Linked DNA regions of Danio rerio: region 1 is linked to region 2. The links are chromatin contacts, called in public HiChIP or PLAC-seq maps. All regions are on one chromosome and are shown on one strand. The core of a region is the stretch at or near the end of the contact, and the rest is flanking DNA. Distances in the headings are between cores, read along the strand shown. Region 1 has its middle 34 kb from the start of cpb1. Region 2 holds the start of fzd8a (frizzled class receptor 8a).

Region 1 (7,533 bases), core at 3,304-5,803, 290 kb after region 2:
AAGCTAATTAAGATTTTTTTTTTTCTCCAGCTCTAAATAGTAGCATCTGTGCCTTGAATTGAAGCCAATCCATAGAAAGTCAAAAATACAGTAAGAAAATAAAAGACTTTAACCAGGAAAAAAAGAGATGTCTTTGCTTTAAGTGGCCTGTCGAAGAAAACATTGAGCAGCACATAATGATTAAAGAAAAGAATTCAAAATGAAAAATAATAACAGAGGATTAAAATAGAGTGGGTAAAAATACACGTTAGGGAAACACTACGCTCTACAGTAGGAGAGACATGTAATTTTAAACGTGCCTCTGTAAGTAATTATAGCTCTCCAATAGACAAAATGAACTGAAATGATAAAATACCACCTTTGCCCGTCAAAAGAGTCGTGCTCCGTTTAAAAGAGCAATATGTTTTGGCACAAACGCATGCAAGCTGCAATTTTTAGACTTACTGGGAAAGCATGAAAGTGAATTAACCCTCTCACTGCTGATATTTGCACAAAAAAAATACTAAAAGCTATAATTCATTTTAAAAAAAGTCATTTAAATAAGAGATCTTGATTTCTGAGGATATTTTTTTGACAAATACATTTTTAAGCTGTCTTAAACGTGCTGAGGCAACAACTGGACGTCCCATCGTGATGTCTGTATCCCATTGGACTTGCAATTGTGTTTCGTATATACACAGAAACCATATTAAGTGCAAGTAGTGTCTGTTTAAAATGTCATAATACAAGTAAAATAATATTCCATCATCATGCAGCAAGGGAGAACATCAAAACAACATCCTTATTCGGACCTGCACTTAATAAAATATGTAAAATATACAGAAGTGATCACTAAAATTTAAAAGATAAGGGCAAATATTTAAAATGACAATAAAAACAAATGTATTAAAATAAAATGGTGTTAATTAAACAGATTTTTTGTCACACAATAATTCTTGTTTTAAAAATGCCCAGCAAGATTTTTGTTATATAAACTAGCATAAATGGTAAAAAACAAAAAACAAATAAACACATGATTATCATTATTTTGCTAAGAAAGATAAAATTAAACAGAATATAATTTAATGTACAGGGAAAATAATGTTACACACACACACAGACACACACAGACATTTATTTATTTATATATATATATATATATATATATATATATATATATATATATATATATATATATATATATATATATATTTATATATATATATATATATATATATATATATATATATATTTTTTTTTTTTTTTTTTTTTTTTTTTTTTTTTAATTATTTTTTATATATATTATATTTTTGGTCTGGTAAATTTTAAATGATAATAAGGGCAAATCTTTAAAATGGTATTTAAAATATTTAATTAATTAATATTAATATTTTATTATTAATATAAATTAAATGATAATGGTGGAATATTATTTTACTCATATTATGACATTTTAAACAGACACTACTTGCAATACTACTTGTTAATAGTTTCTGTGTATATACGAAACACAAAAGCAAGTCCAGTGGGATACAGACATCACAATGGGACAATGGGTCACGGTTGTTGACACAGCAGTTTTAAGGTGTCTTAAAAATGTATTTGTCAAAAAAATTTGTATGTAAAAATATAACAAATATGTAAAAATATTTTTTATATATGATTATTATTATTTTGCAAATAAAGATCGAATTAAAAAAGAAAATATTAAATATTTTAATGTACATAAAAAGAAAGTTAATAAATATATTTACTATTGCTTGTATAGTGAGATATAAGAATGTATAAACATAAAAAATACTAATTGGCTCACAAACATATTTCAGAAACTAGTTATTTTGTAAATATTATAAAGAAACAGCAATGACATAAAATAAAATGTGAAATTTTGAAGATGAAAAATGCATTTTTGGTATAAAACACATTCACATTCCACATAAAAAAACAGATAATGTTTTTATGAACCTTTAAAAAAATAATAAAATCAGTGTAGACTCAATGGGATTCATTTTGTCTCTGAAAACAACTGAATCCAGACCTGAGCAGAAAGAAAGTCAATCTGGTTTGGAACAACAAAATATTGCGCAAGATTTGCTCAGTCTAGCAGCTTCTCCAGCCTCAATCTGCTGGTTCACTCTCCAACACTAAACAGGATCCATCTGTGCCAGTCAGATAACTGGACAAGATATGTTTGTCATAGATAGTGATCATGATCTATAGCCTGAGATCAAATATGTCCCTAAATGGTCTATAATCTGTTCTCGGGTTCTTTGAAAGATATGTCAAGTAAGCCCCAGCTGCGCTTGAAAATGGTGCCGTAACAAGGTTAGAGTAAGATGACAGATGTCCCAAAGTGACATGTGATTGAGAGCAGTGTCCCGGCTCCAGTATCAGATCACACCGAGCTTTGATAAGCCTTTCAGTGATGAATTGACTGTCAGGCTGAAGTCAGAACAGTCTGGTTTCCTTTAATCAGGATTGTGATGATGCTATCGTGAGTACAGTGTGCGCAGAATGACCTAGAGCTGATTTTTAGACACTGATGAAATGTATTGGTAATGATGGATGACAGTTTTGACTCTTCTATACTGTAAAAAAAAATAAATAAATCTGTAAATTAGGTGATTCAGGTTTTTTTTTTTTTTTTTCGCCCCGGTTATTTATGCTTTTAAACTGCATTATAGGATCTTGATCTTTCTTGTAACAAATTTTAACCTTTTAAAAAGTTTGAACAAGTGACTTTTATTAACATTTTTAACAGTTTTAAATGAGCAATATCACACGGGTAGCAGTGCAATTCGGCTGTGTATCAGTACTGGTGGGAGCCGTACATTGGCTCAAGGCTGCAGGCCGAGTGTCTCAGTGTCCCAGCACTGACTATATACAGCCATATTGCACTGCTACAAGCGTAATACTGCATTTATGCAACAGTTCTATGGCATAATGGTATAATTTAAAAATTAAATCTAACACAGAGTCTCAAAAACCCTTTTGTAAGAAGAGCAGACAGTCAGCCATGGGCATTAGCCATGCTATATTTCTACTCAGACCCCCTAAAACTGTTGCAATTAGCTCATAAACTATACACTAAATAAACCACCTCAGTCCCCTTTAAATTTAAAAAAAAAACTGCACCAGAATTCAGCTCCTCCCCTTCTTTTGTTTTTCATTTGATCAGCAAACCACCGCTGTGCAGAGCCAGAAAACAAGATGTGTGTTTATGGATAAACTGTTATAATATCTGCTGGATACACTTGTATCACCAGTACCCCAATGTCATCGAGGAGCAATCAGGTTTTCTCGGTGTTCACCATATAATCATAGCTATTTCTTCCAGTGATAAATGTAACTCTTAACGAACATTTAACTTTTTTTATTTCAAAATGAAACTACCAGTAATAACCATTATAACCAACAGTAATAACCAACAGTAATACACTTAGATACACTTAGATTCACACTTAGATACTGTTTGACAACTTGTTAGCAAGTTAGCAGGTTTGGCATGCTGTCCCGGGAGAGAACCCTGAGCTTGGAAATAGTTGAGCCCAGGGCTCCCGCCAGGTCCATAGAGCATGTGAGGGGAGTACAAGATCAGGTGTTCTCGAGAGCTCCCCTCGCCTAAAGAGGAAAGGAGGAGAAGGGGTGGATAGGGGGTTTCTTCGGGAAACGAAAATAAGGGAGTAGTTCTTAGCTAGGTTACTTATAGTGAGTTTGGATCAATCTGATTGGCTAGCTAATATGTGTAGATGAGTGGCCAGCTGCAGTTAATCATATCACGTGCTCCTCTCGAAATTAGTATGTGAAACTTCATTTCTAATAACTGATTTGCCATGATGACCATAATTTTTACAAATTAGGGTACTTAGGAAAGTCATTGCATAATGATGGTTTGTTCTGTAGACTACTGAAGTAAATATTGCTTAAGTGGTGTTAATAATATTGACCCAAAAATGCCTTTAAAAAACTAAAACTGCTTTTATTCCAGTTGAAATGAAACAAATAAGACTTTCTAGAAACAAAACTATTAAAGGAAATACTGTGAAAAATTCCTTGCTCAGTATATATATACATATATATATATACCCCTTTTATATATATATATATATATATATATATATATATATATATATATATATATATATATATATATATATATATATATATATATATATGAATATATGAATGCACATTTTTATTTTACCTGACAACAAAACTATTTTTAGATTCCACTTGGCTACCTTCATCCCACCTTTCAAATCCAATTAAAAACCTGCCTCTAGGCACTTTTAAAGCACTGATTTCAATTATACCTGCATTTTGATGAAGAAATCCCTTTTACATAAACAAACACAAGCCTTACACGCAAACAAAGGCTTGTCATCTTCTTGGCACCACGGGTCTACACACACCCTGTCTGGACTCCCTGCGTTCAATAAGTGCACGTCGACATGTAAGGTGTGAGTGACATGTTTATTTTAGTTCACAATTAGTCTCGCCAAACCCACAACACTGATCTCTGCCCATGTTTGCCTGTTGATTGACTTGTACATGCTCCAACTGTTGCATCATTCTGGGCCCAGGGCCAAAACACACACACAAGCCTACCATGCAAAGAAAAGGGTTATAAAACTATGCACACAAATCTGACTCTTGAAGACTAAAATAAATGTAGGTTGGGTCTTGATTCATGATGCCTTCAGATATTGCAAATAATTCGGCAAGATGATTTAAAAGGATAGTTCAGGATTTAAAGGTCACATAAAATTAAAATTAAGTTTTTTTAGATGTTATTATCAGAATTGTTTATTATTATATTATTATTAAAAAAAAAAAACATCTAGTGTGCTCCAAAACAAGGACTAAATCCGCCTTTAAAATGTAAAGCTTGTAGTTTGTCACTTCCGTTCTTGTTCCCCTGATCATTTTAAAGGAGCGCTACCCTATACTAAAATTGTGGCTCTATTGATGCATTCCTTCCAATATACAACACTAGCGTAGGCGACATCTAATGTAAATATCTATGATGCTCTTAAGCTCAACCATTCTCACTGGCAGAGCGCTGATAAAAACAAAATGCTATTAGCTGTTTTTTTTTTAAAGGGCAGGAGCTACATTATGTTCCACCCTCTCTTCATGTTCAGTTGCGATTACATTTAACATCAAATAAAAATGCTTATTTCAGAGCACTTCACAGGACCTTTAAAGGGATAGTTCCCAAAACTGAAAAAATAGTTTCCATTTACTCACTCTAAAGTTGTTTTAAAAGTTTCTGTTAAAGATATCAAAAGAAGATATTTCGAAGAAAGCTGAAACTATATTGACTCCTGTAGTAGGAAGAGCAAACAGTATGAAAGTCAATGGTTACAAGTTTTCAGCTCTTTTTTTTTCTTTAACGGAGGAAAGAAAGAGAAACAGGTTTGCCACAAGTAAAGAGAGAGTAAATAATGACAGAATAATTTTTTGGGGAGTAATCTATGCCATTAATTGTGAGATAACCCAAAATAATAATAAAGTTTATGTATTGGTTGCACCAAACTTGGTGTCTGAAAGAAACCATGCATGATTCTGTGCTTCTTCAGAAAAGGTTAATTGCATCTCAGGCTGACTGGACTGATGTTATCATCACACTGTCAGATGCATTTACTTCTGTTGTGTCTGCTGTGATGTTTAGATAAAGGATCAGAAATTCATTCATTCATTTTCTTTTCGGCTCAGTCCCTTTATTAATCAGGGGTCACCACAGCGGAATGAACCAGGATCCGAAATACATAGTTTAAAAAATAAATAAATAATTAAAGGGTTAGTTAATTTAAAATTAATTCTGTTATTAATTACTCACCCTCATATCTTAATCCCCTGAGATTAGTGTTGTCAGTATACCTATTAAAAGTACAGCCATTAAAATATACTGGGTTTAATGATGAAAAGCTGATGGATTATAATGTATTCAATGGCAATTAGTCCATTAGTAGTTAGAACCAGCCCAATTTCATGATGTAACTATTTTATTTTGATTTTCCCAAGCGAAAAGGACATCAACTGAAAGTTTCTGTTGTATACCATGACCATTGGTACACTTTTGGCAGTGGAAATGCAACCCTGATAAAGGTGACCCTACCAATCCATACCGTACTGTACCACTCAGTGGAAAAAAGGATGCCTTAAACCCCGCACCTAACCCTACCCCTCATTAGGAGATGAGCAAATTGTACTAACATGTATGAATGAGATCATGCAAACGAATATGGATTAGCATCTAAATGAAACAGTTATGAATTTCCGTGAGATTTGGCATGCGATGCAGGATTCTTTTAGCCTTGAGCATGGAGTAATATACTGCAGTTTTTTGAGTAACTGGCCCAACACTGCATTATAAATGACTCCGTTCAGTCGTAATAAATTCACCTACCAACGACAGATGTGGAAAAAGAAAAGTTTATTACGGACACTAGTTAGATGCCAAAGTAAACGCGCATCTCACTGACCATCTCAAGGATTCCAAACACATGAAGTAGATCATTTTAAGATTGTTATTGCCAGCGGGTAATTAATAATACAAAAAAACAAACCGTGGCCCCTTCCCCAACTTTCTTGCTCATCCACCTTTCTCAGGGGATACCTTTTGATTGAATATATTGATTTGCTTGAGGCCAGCTAGTAGCCTGCCACGGGGATTCAAAATAAACCTTCACATCGAATGAACACAGCGGTATAGTCCTGCATCTTAAACAGGAAGCCAACTCGACCAACCTGTTGGGACATAAACAAAACCTTGCCTTTTACAAAACAAATTCAACTCGTGTTGAAGGCGCGAGAAACACGTTAGTGCTGGAATCAATGTCAAAGCGGTGGACATCTTAACACGCTCGTCTGTTTAAATGAATGTACCTGATACCAAACAAAGCTGGGAGATGCTGGAGAACAGATTGATTGATTTTTGGACTTTGTTAACAGACCTTCCACCCTGTTCACAATGAATGTGATGGTGAATTCAACTCACGGCAGAGCGGAGAGTAGTGAAATGCTTCCTCCTGGTGGACATTTATAGACGCTCTGTTAAAGTTATGTGGTTTTGTTAACCTTAGAACAAGGATGTTCAGTTTTGCTCCCACAGGGCCAGTTTCCTGCTGTTTAGCTCCAAGACACGTGTCCCATGAAACACTAGTCACAATAAAAGAGCTCCGAGAATTGTAGAAGCATGCTGAAATAGCATGGCTACTTGAACAACAGATTTCCCCTTTTGTTATTACTCACTCATTCATTTTCCTTCGGTTAAGTCCCTTTATTCATCAGGGAATTCACACAGCAGAATGAACCAACTTATCCAGTATATGTTTTACACAGCAGATGCCCTTCCAGGTGCAACCCAGTACTAGGAAACACTCATACACACTCATTCACACAAATACACTACAGCCAATTAAGTTTATTCAATTCACCTGTACTGCATGCCTTTGCACTGTGGGGGAAACCGGAGCACTGGAAGGAAACCCACACCGACACGGGGAACATGCAAACTCCACACAGAAACGCTAACTGGCCCAGCCGGGG
Region 2 (7,187 bases), core at 3,892-6,391:
AACTTAAATGGTTTGTTGCAATTGGTTTCCACAAATGGTTTAAGTTACCTCAACTTTTTGGCTTTTACAGTGTACCAGTATTGTTTTAGTGTTCACAGAAATAAGAATAAAAAAATATATGAAGAAATAAGACAAAAATGCCAGAATTCGTCCCTTCACAATCCCATTTGTCCTATTTTGGCTGCTATGCCATCATGAATTGTGAAAATAACTAATCGAAGAAGGTTTTAAGACAAAGAGGAATCTGACGTAAGTGATGTCATCTATCACTACTGACCTACTGCACTGAAAAAAAAAATATTAGAAGATGATTCCTTAAACTTACAGAATTTTTTAAGCAAAGTGGTTGTAAACAATTTATTTCCACTTAATTTAAACAAATTAAGATGCAGATTACTAAACTCAATTTGTTTAAGTTTAGCCCATATAAATTGTTTGCAACAATTTTGAGTCATTTTTATTTCAGTGTGTATTGTTTTAAATAGAGAAAACATTTTACTTTTATTCTAAACCTTGGACCTTATTTTTGGAGGAAAAAAAATACCAATAAAAAGGTGTGAAGCACCAAAAGTAAATTTTGAAGCAGATAAAAGTTAATTTTAATACTAATTAGGCTATTGTTGTCATCCATAAATTTTCAAATTTGCTTACTTACAAGAGAGGCTAGAAACCCGGGAAGCTCGACATTATTATTATTATCAAGTAAATATTTGTTTTTATTATTCAAGTGGCCAAATTCTGACTGAGGAAAGTTGTGGCCAGTTTGTTATTTGCTTAATAAATGCCAATAGGCAGCTTTTAACATAAACTCTTCAATTTAATTTAAATCTTTAGTAAATGTTTTAATACATCAAAAAGTGTGGTTATCATGACCTCCGACAAGCTAATACAGAAGGTTATAGTGCTTAAAATGTCACTAAAATGCAGTATTTAAACTATAAATACTTAACTTCGTACACTGAAAACAATGACTCATTGATTTACTAAAAAATATTTAAAGTTAAATGGTTGTAAACAATTTATTTGGGCTGAATTTAAACAAATTAAGCTGAACATTGCTACTTTTAATTTGTTTGTGTAAATTCAACACATAAATGTTTTTTCAGGGTTAAATAAAACTGTAAAAGTGTCCACTTTTTGATAAAAAAAGAATCACCCCTTTTACCAGACTGGCTACAGGCCTGATATGCTTATAAAATGGTTAAAATAACCTTATTAAATACTCATAGAAAAGTATACCTATTGATTATAGAAAACCACACGATTGTATTAGATAGTTGTGTCAGAATCTATCAGAGTAATTACACAAATTTAGTTAGGTTGAGTGTGAAATGAGATAGACGGCTTAGTGATTATGAAACAAGTTGTGCAAACACTGCTCATACTGAGAAAGTTGCCACAAACAGTGCTCAGCATAACCGAGTACAAATGAATCTTTTATCTATTTCTTAGTGAATATAGGCAATGTATTTTGGTGAATTTAAACAAAACAGATTTATTAAACAGATATATTTATTAAAATAATATTTTAGTCACCAAATATCTTTAGAAATTGAAAGATAAGTAAATTTAAACAAAATATCACAAAAATAAATTTCAACGTACAAAATTTTAACTAAAGTTTTCAATTCTTTTCTTCTCTTGATTTTTCATCTTTCCTGTATTTGTATTTAATATTATTCTATAACATACATTTGTACTAGTTTTTGGACCGTTATCTTAAGTTATTTTGTTAGATTAGCTCCAGATTTGGCTTGACTAACCTAATATATGCATACATACAACATTGTATAGCTTCCTTTTAGATTTGTGAGGGGTGCACTTATATATGCTGAGCACTGTATATATGTACAAATGATAATTGCTGTATTACACAAAAGTAACCAGTAGAATTTGCAACAATTCCTGTCAATCTTTGTCTAACAAACTGCAATGAAGTTTTACAAAAAGCGTCTGTGGATTACGTAAGGGACCACCTGTAGGTTTCCATTCACTGTCCCCGCGAGTGTAACTACTATTAATACCACAGCTGAAATTCAAAAAGGGCGTTCTGATAGTGCTTAAAAAAATCAAACTGTCACAGGTTCTCTTTAACAAAACATGGCTGGGGCCCCGAGCTTCAAACAATTTCTATAACGTCGATCAAAGGACAACAGTCTCAAATTAGACCTTAAAAAACCTGGCGCATCAGTCTAAAGGTTCTATCTACATGGCACCTTTATTCTAGACTTTAAAAGAAAGATCAAAGTTTCCCCAGATGAAAAGGGCCCGTTTCCTGCATTTAAACCCCATTCCCCAGCCCTCTTTTGGTAAATTAAGTAGCAAGCACGTGAAGGGTTCAACAATTATGGAGATTCTCCAACACAAGGCCCTTGTCTCTAATTAGGCCTCAGATAGCTAAAAGAGTTTCTCTCAACAGAACCCACAAAAGCATCTTTACGAAGCATCTTCAATGGGAATGACCACAAAGAACCGATGGATGGGGAGCATTCATTACCAGAGTCTTCCCGGACCCACGAAAGCAGCAGTTAGAGAAGTTCAGATTCCTCAAAAAGTTTTTATTGTCAAAATAAAAGTCATATTTGCTTTTCGTGTGGCATCTACACTATGTACAAATTTACAATAAATTTTATAAATCATCTTTTATACACCATTTACAAGTTCGTATAAATACATTTAGCAAAAAGAAAGAAAAAATAGAGAAAACAACCCGTATATAATAACAATAACAATAATAATTGGGCACTAAGACGTTAAGGCTTATTCAAACCATCTTTGATTGTTCAGACAATTCAAAACTTGTCTTTCAACAACGTGTAAAAGTAAATGAGACAAAAATAAAAATGCTGCAAGTTGGGGACATGTGTTACTCCACTAGGAACAATGTAATGCCCGAATTCTCCTTAAGAATGACTGATTGCATGTCATGTCCATATCAATAGAATGGAATTAGCGAAACGTAATTGTTTCTGCATCGCTGCATTGTTTCAACCAGTCCGTCGGCTAATAGAAACCATCAACAAGTTCATTTGTATGCAAATGTCTGAAAGACCAGGAGACCCCCAACAATTAATGGGGTTTTCTGGTTTCAGACTTGGGACAAAGGCATCTGCTTGGGGCACGACACGGAGCTGGCGGTACCGGACCTCCACGTTAATCCCGTGCTCACGTCACTGTACATGGAGCCACCGGAGCCCTTGCTGCCCCAACAGCAGCGCGTGCAGAAACTCCTCCAGGACTCCAATGTCTTACCGGACCAGGTCCAAACTCCAGAGGTGATGCCCACCAGAAGGCACATGAAGTATTTGAGCATGAAGACGGCATAGTCCGGCCTCTTGATCTCCTGCTCCAGTAAACACGAACAGTTATGAGTGATCTCCCAACTCTGTCTGTTGTGCTGCTCATAGAAATAACACGCCACGATGATGGTGGCGGGAACCGTGTAGAGCACCGTGAAAATCCCAATTCGGATCATCAGCTTCTCCAGCTTGTCCGTTTTAGTGCCCCCCTGTTTAATGACACTCCTGATCCTAAAAAGCGACACAAATCCAGCCAAAAGAAACATGGTGCCTATAAATAGGTATATGACCAGGGGGGCCAGCACGAAGCCCCGCAGATTGTCCAAGTTCTGGTTGCCAACGTAGCAGATCCCGGCGACCGGATCTCCGTCCACCGAGCTCAGCGCGAGGACGGCTATAGACTTCATGGACGGGATGAGCCAAGCGGCCAGGTGAAAGTACTGAGAGTAGCCCGCGATGGCCTCGTTTCCCCACTTCATGCCCGCCGCGAGGAACCAGGTGAGCGAGAGGATGACCCACCATATGGAGCTGGCCATTCCGAAGAAGTAGATAAGCAGGAACACAACGGTGCACAACGCGGGGCCGGTGGTCTCGTAGTGAATGTGCTCCACGTCATACTCCCGATTGCACGCCACTTTTTCGTGCCCGGCGATCAATCGCACTATATACCCGATCGACACAAACATGTAGCACGCCGAGAGGAAAATAATAGGGCGCTCTGGGTATTTAAACCGCTCCATGTCGATTAGGAAGGTGGCGACTGTGGCGAAGGTGGATATGAAGCACAACACGGACCAAAGTCCGATCCAGAAGGCCGTAAAAGTCCGCTCATCCTGCGTAAAATATGGGTTGTGACATGGCATGGCGCAGTTTGGGATTTGACCCGTCTTAACGCGGTTGTAGAGCGGGTGTCGATCGCTGTTCACCGGCACCATCGGCGCGCGACACTGGCAGCCCGGCTCGCAGGGCTTATTCTTATTGGGTCCGACGCCTGGCCGCCCGCTTTTCTTTTTGTGCGGATTAATGGCTTTGCTGGGGTAGTTGGTGGGTTTGGACAGCACCGGCGACACTGTGGTGGAGTCGGTTCGGTTGTAGTCCATGCACAGCGTGTCTGGGGCTCCTTGCACGGGCAGTAGATCGCACCTCATCCGATCCGGCCAAGGGAAGCCGTATTGCCGCATGAGCGGGGCGCAGCCCGCCTTGGCTCTCTCGCAGACGCTCCGGCACGGCGGAAGGGGTTTCTTATAGTCCTCCAGGCATATCGGGGTGTACATGCTGCACAAGAAGAACTTGAGATCCGGGGAGCACTGAATCTCCACCAGAGGCCAGAACTGGTGCACCTCCAAGCCGGCTTCATCCTGCGTGTCGTGGTTGAACTGGTTGGGCATGTAGGTGTAGTTATAACCGATGCCCTTGCACAGCGGAACGGCGATCTCCTGACAGGTGATCTCCTTGGCCGTGGTACCGCTCGATCGGGGCAGCAGAGCCAGCGCGAGGAACAGGTAAATCCCCAACAGGTAGCACTCCATCCTGTCAACACAAGCAACGCGGCGCTGGGAACAGTTCAGTTCAGATGTTGCAGAGCAGACCCATCTCCGCTTCACTTGTTTGGCACGGAGTCGCGGTTGGGTTGCATACCGAGAATAAATAGCCCTCGGGCGGGCGCAGGCAAAATGGCTGAGGGAATAAATGCAGCCGTCTCGTATTTCCTCTCCTTATTCCCGCTCCGGCGATGTGTTAAAAAATAAAGCCGCGGTTTGTTCTTCAAAACTTCTCTGTCAACAAGAAAACTCCCGGTGTAAACGCGTTTTCAACATTCGTGGTGTTCGCGAGAGGCTTTCTCATACAAATCAGTGCTGTAGAGTAGGACGCACTGAGTATAAAAGACAGTCGTGCGGACACGCCCACTACGAGCAACTGGCCAATCGAGAGGCTGCGGGGGCGGGCCACGGAGTCCTGTCAATCACTTTTGCTGAAGGTATACAGTTGCAGAATGCTGTTTCTGAGGGGGAAAACAAATTAGATCAAAGATACACGTTTATGCCTGAAGCTAGCAGATCACACCAAAAACACATGATCTATTCTAGACGAATCACTAAAGAAAATTACCATTCATATTTAAGTGCTAATGTGTGGTTTTATGTTGTTTGATTTCTTTGTTTGATAGCTTTTTATATGTGCTTTATTGAGGTGAAACTGGTTGCAAAAAATATTTCTGAAAGATCTCAAACTATTATTAGAGTCTATATATGTTTTTACTCTTGCATTTTCCATTTAATTACATACAGGTAATAATATAAAGATAATTATGTAATTTCTTCTTTTAATTTAACTTAAACTGATATGAGACAAAGCGATTTTTAATGCACATCTATATTATTCAAAGTCTGTTATATCTCAACCAGTGTCTTTAAACATTCTAATTGTTGAAATGTATGAATAAAATACTTTGTTTTTACTTATTTTATCCTAAAATGTGTTTGCAACAGTACTACTGTTATTATTAATCTAAGTATTATTATTAATATTATTATTAGTAGAAGTAGTAGTAGTAGTATTGCTCTAATATTATTAATATTGTTGTTGTTGTTGTTGTTATTATCAGTATTATTATTATAGACACATATATACATTGCACATTTTAAATGTATTGCATTGCACTTAAAAACAAACCTGTTTTCATGCCATCTATATATTTCACATTTATTATTATTATTATTATTAAGTATTAATTATTATCATAATCATCATCATAAGTATTATTATAAGTATTATTATTAATATTGTTATTATTATTAATATTGCTATTATTATTATCTATTATTATTCAGTGAACATATAAACTGATTTTGAAGTTGGCACGTTTTAATTATGAAGAACATACTTCTGTTTTCCCCTGATTTTTTTAAAGCAAAGGTGAAAAGGCGAAGCTGATTGAGATGTTACAGAGTCAAAATGCTAATCAAATTTTTGATTCTCCGATTATTGAGAATGATTAATTATTGCAGGTTATTCAGAATTAAATATTTGTTATTTATATAAATGTTAGTAATTCAAAATATTACTAATATAATAATATAATATAATATAATATAATATAATATAATATAATATAATATAATATAATATAATATAATATAATAATTCAAAAACACTAAACATTTTTCATAACCTTGCCCTTTGTTTGATCCACTATGACAGCTTTCCATCCTCTGATCATGTTTAAAAATACAGTAAAATTGAAAGAAAAACTATAGCTCATATATTCTATATTAGCATGAAAGCTAAAGTTGTTTTGTTTGTAGATTTATTTTGGGTTTATTTAATTATTTATTTATTTATTTATTTATTTATTTTTGCATTTCACATAAAAACAAACTTGTCTTCATGCCATCTAAATATTTTCACATTTTTCATTATTATTATAATTATTATGTAGCGACCCCTGATTAATAAAGGGACTATGCCGAGAAGAAAATTAATGAATATTAATTATTATTATTATTATTATTATCATTATTATTGTTATTAAAATCATTATTAGTATTAAAATTTAAAATATTGTTATTATTATTATTATTATTATTATTATTATAAACACATTGCACATTTAAAATCTATTGCATTGTACTTAACAATAAACCTGTCTTCCAACCATATTTATATTTTACATTTTTCATTATTTTTTTATTAGTATAGTAGTAGTAGTGTGTTGCTGTTTTTATTTTTAAAAATATATTATTTAGGCTGTAATATTATTTTTATGTATACAATCATTCATCCATCGATTCATTTCATATAGTACTTTTGCAAAATTGCACATTTTATAATATCTTAAAGCTATGTATAGCTTATAAGTTATTTATAAGTAACTTTAAATAATGTAGT

What was found. HiChIP or PLAC-seq counts read pairs in DNA pulled down with a chosen protein or histone mark.
Region 1: a contact with region 2 is called in an H3K4me3 HiChIP or PLAC-seq map of embryo, with 4 times the contacts expected there. The contact joins the enhancer-like site here to the promoter of fzd8a in region 2. A contact is called at or near these places in 9 of 18 Hi-C or Micro-C datasets (caudal fin, embryo, fibroblasts and 2 more) and 4 of 4 datasets of contacts at active chromatin or transcription factors (caudal fin, embryo, gastrula embryo and 1 more).

What each region holds. Positions count from the first base shown.
Region 1 is chr24:4,919,723-4,927,255 of GRCz12tu, forward strand. No RefSeq gene overlaps it. Among named protein-coding and RNA genes, the nearest start is that of cpb1, 34 kb to the right of the region's middle. Within about 2 kb of position 4,554, at least 4 of the 62 cell types and tissues checked have an H3K27ac peak or open chromatin away from gene starts, as enhancers often do.
Region 2 is chr24:4,633,531-4,640,717 of GRCz12tu, forward strand. It overlaps fzd8a (frizzled class receptor 8a), which reads right to left and starts at 5,142. Exons shown (of 1, transcript NM_130918.2): 1 at 2,538-5,142. The coding sequence starts at 4,828. The coding sequence ends at 3,089.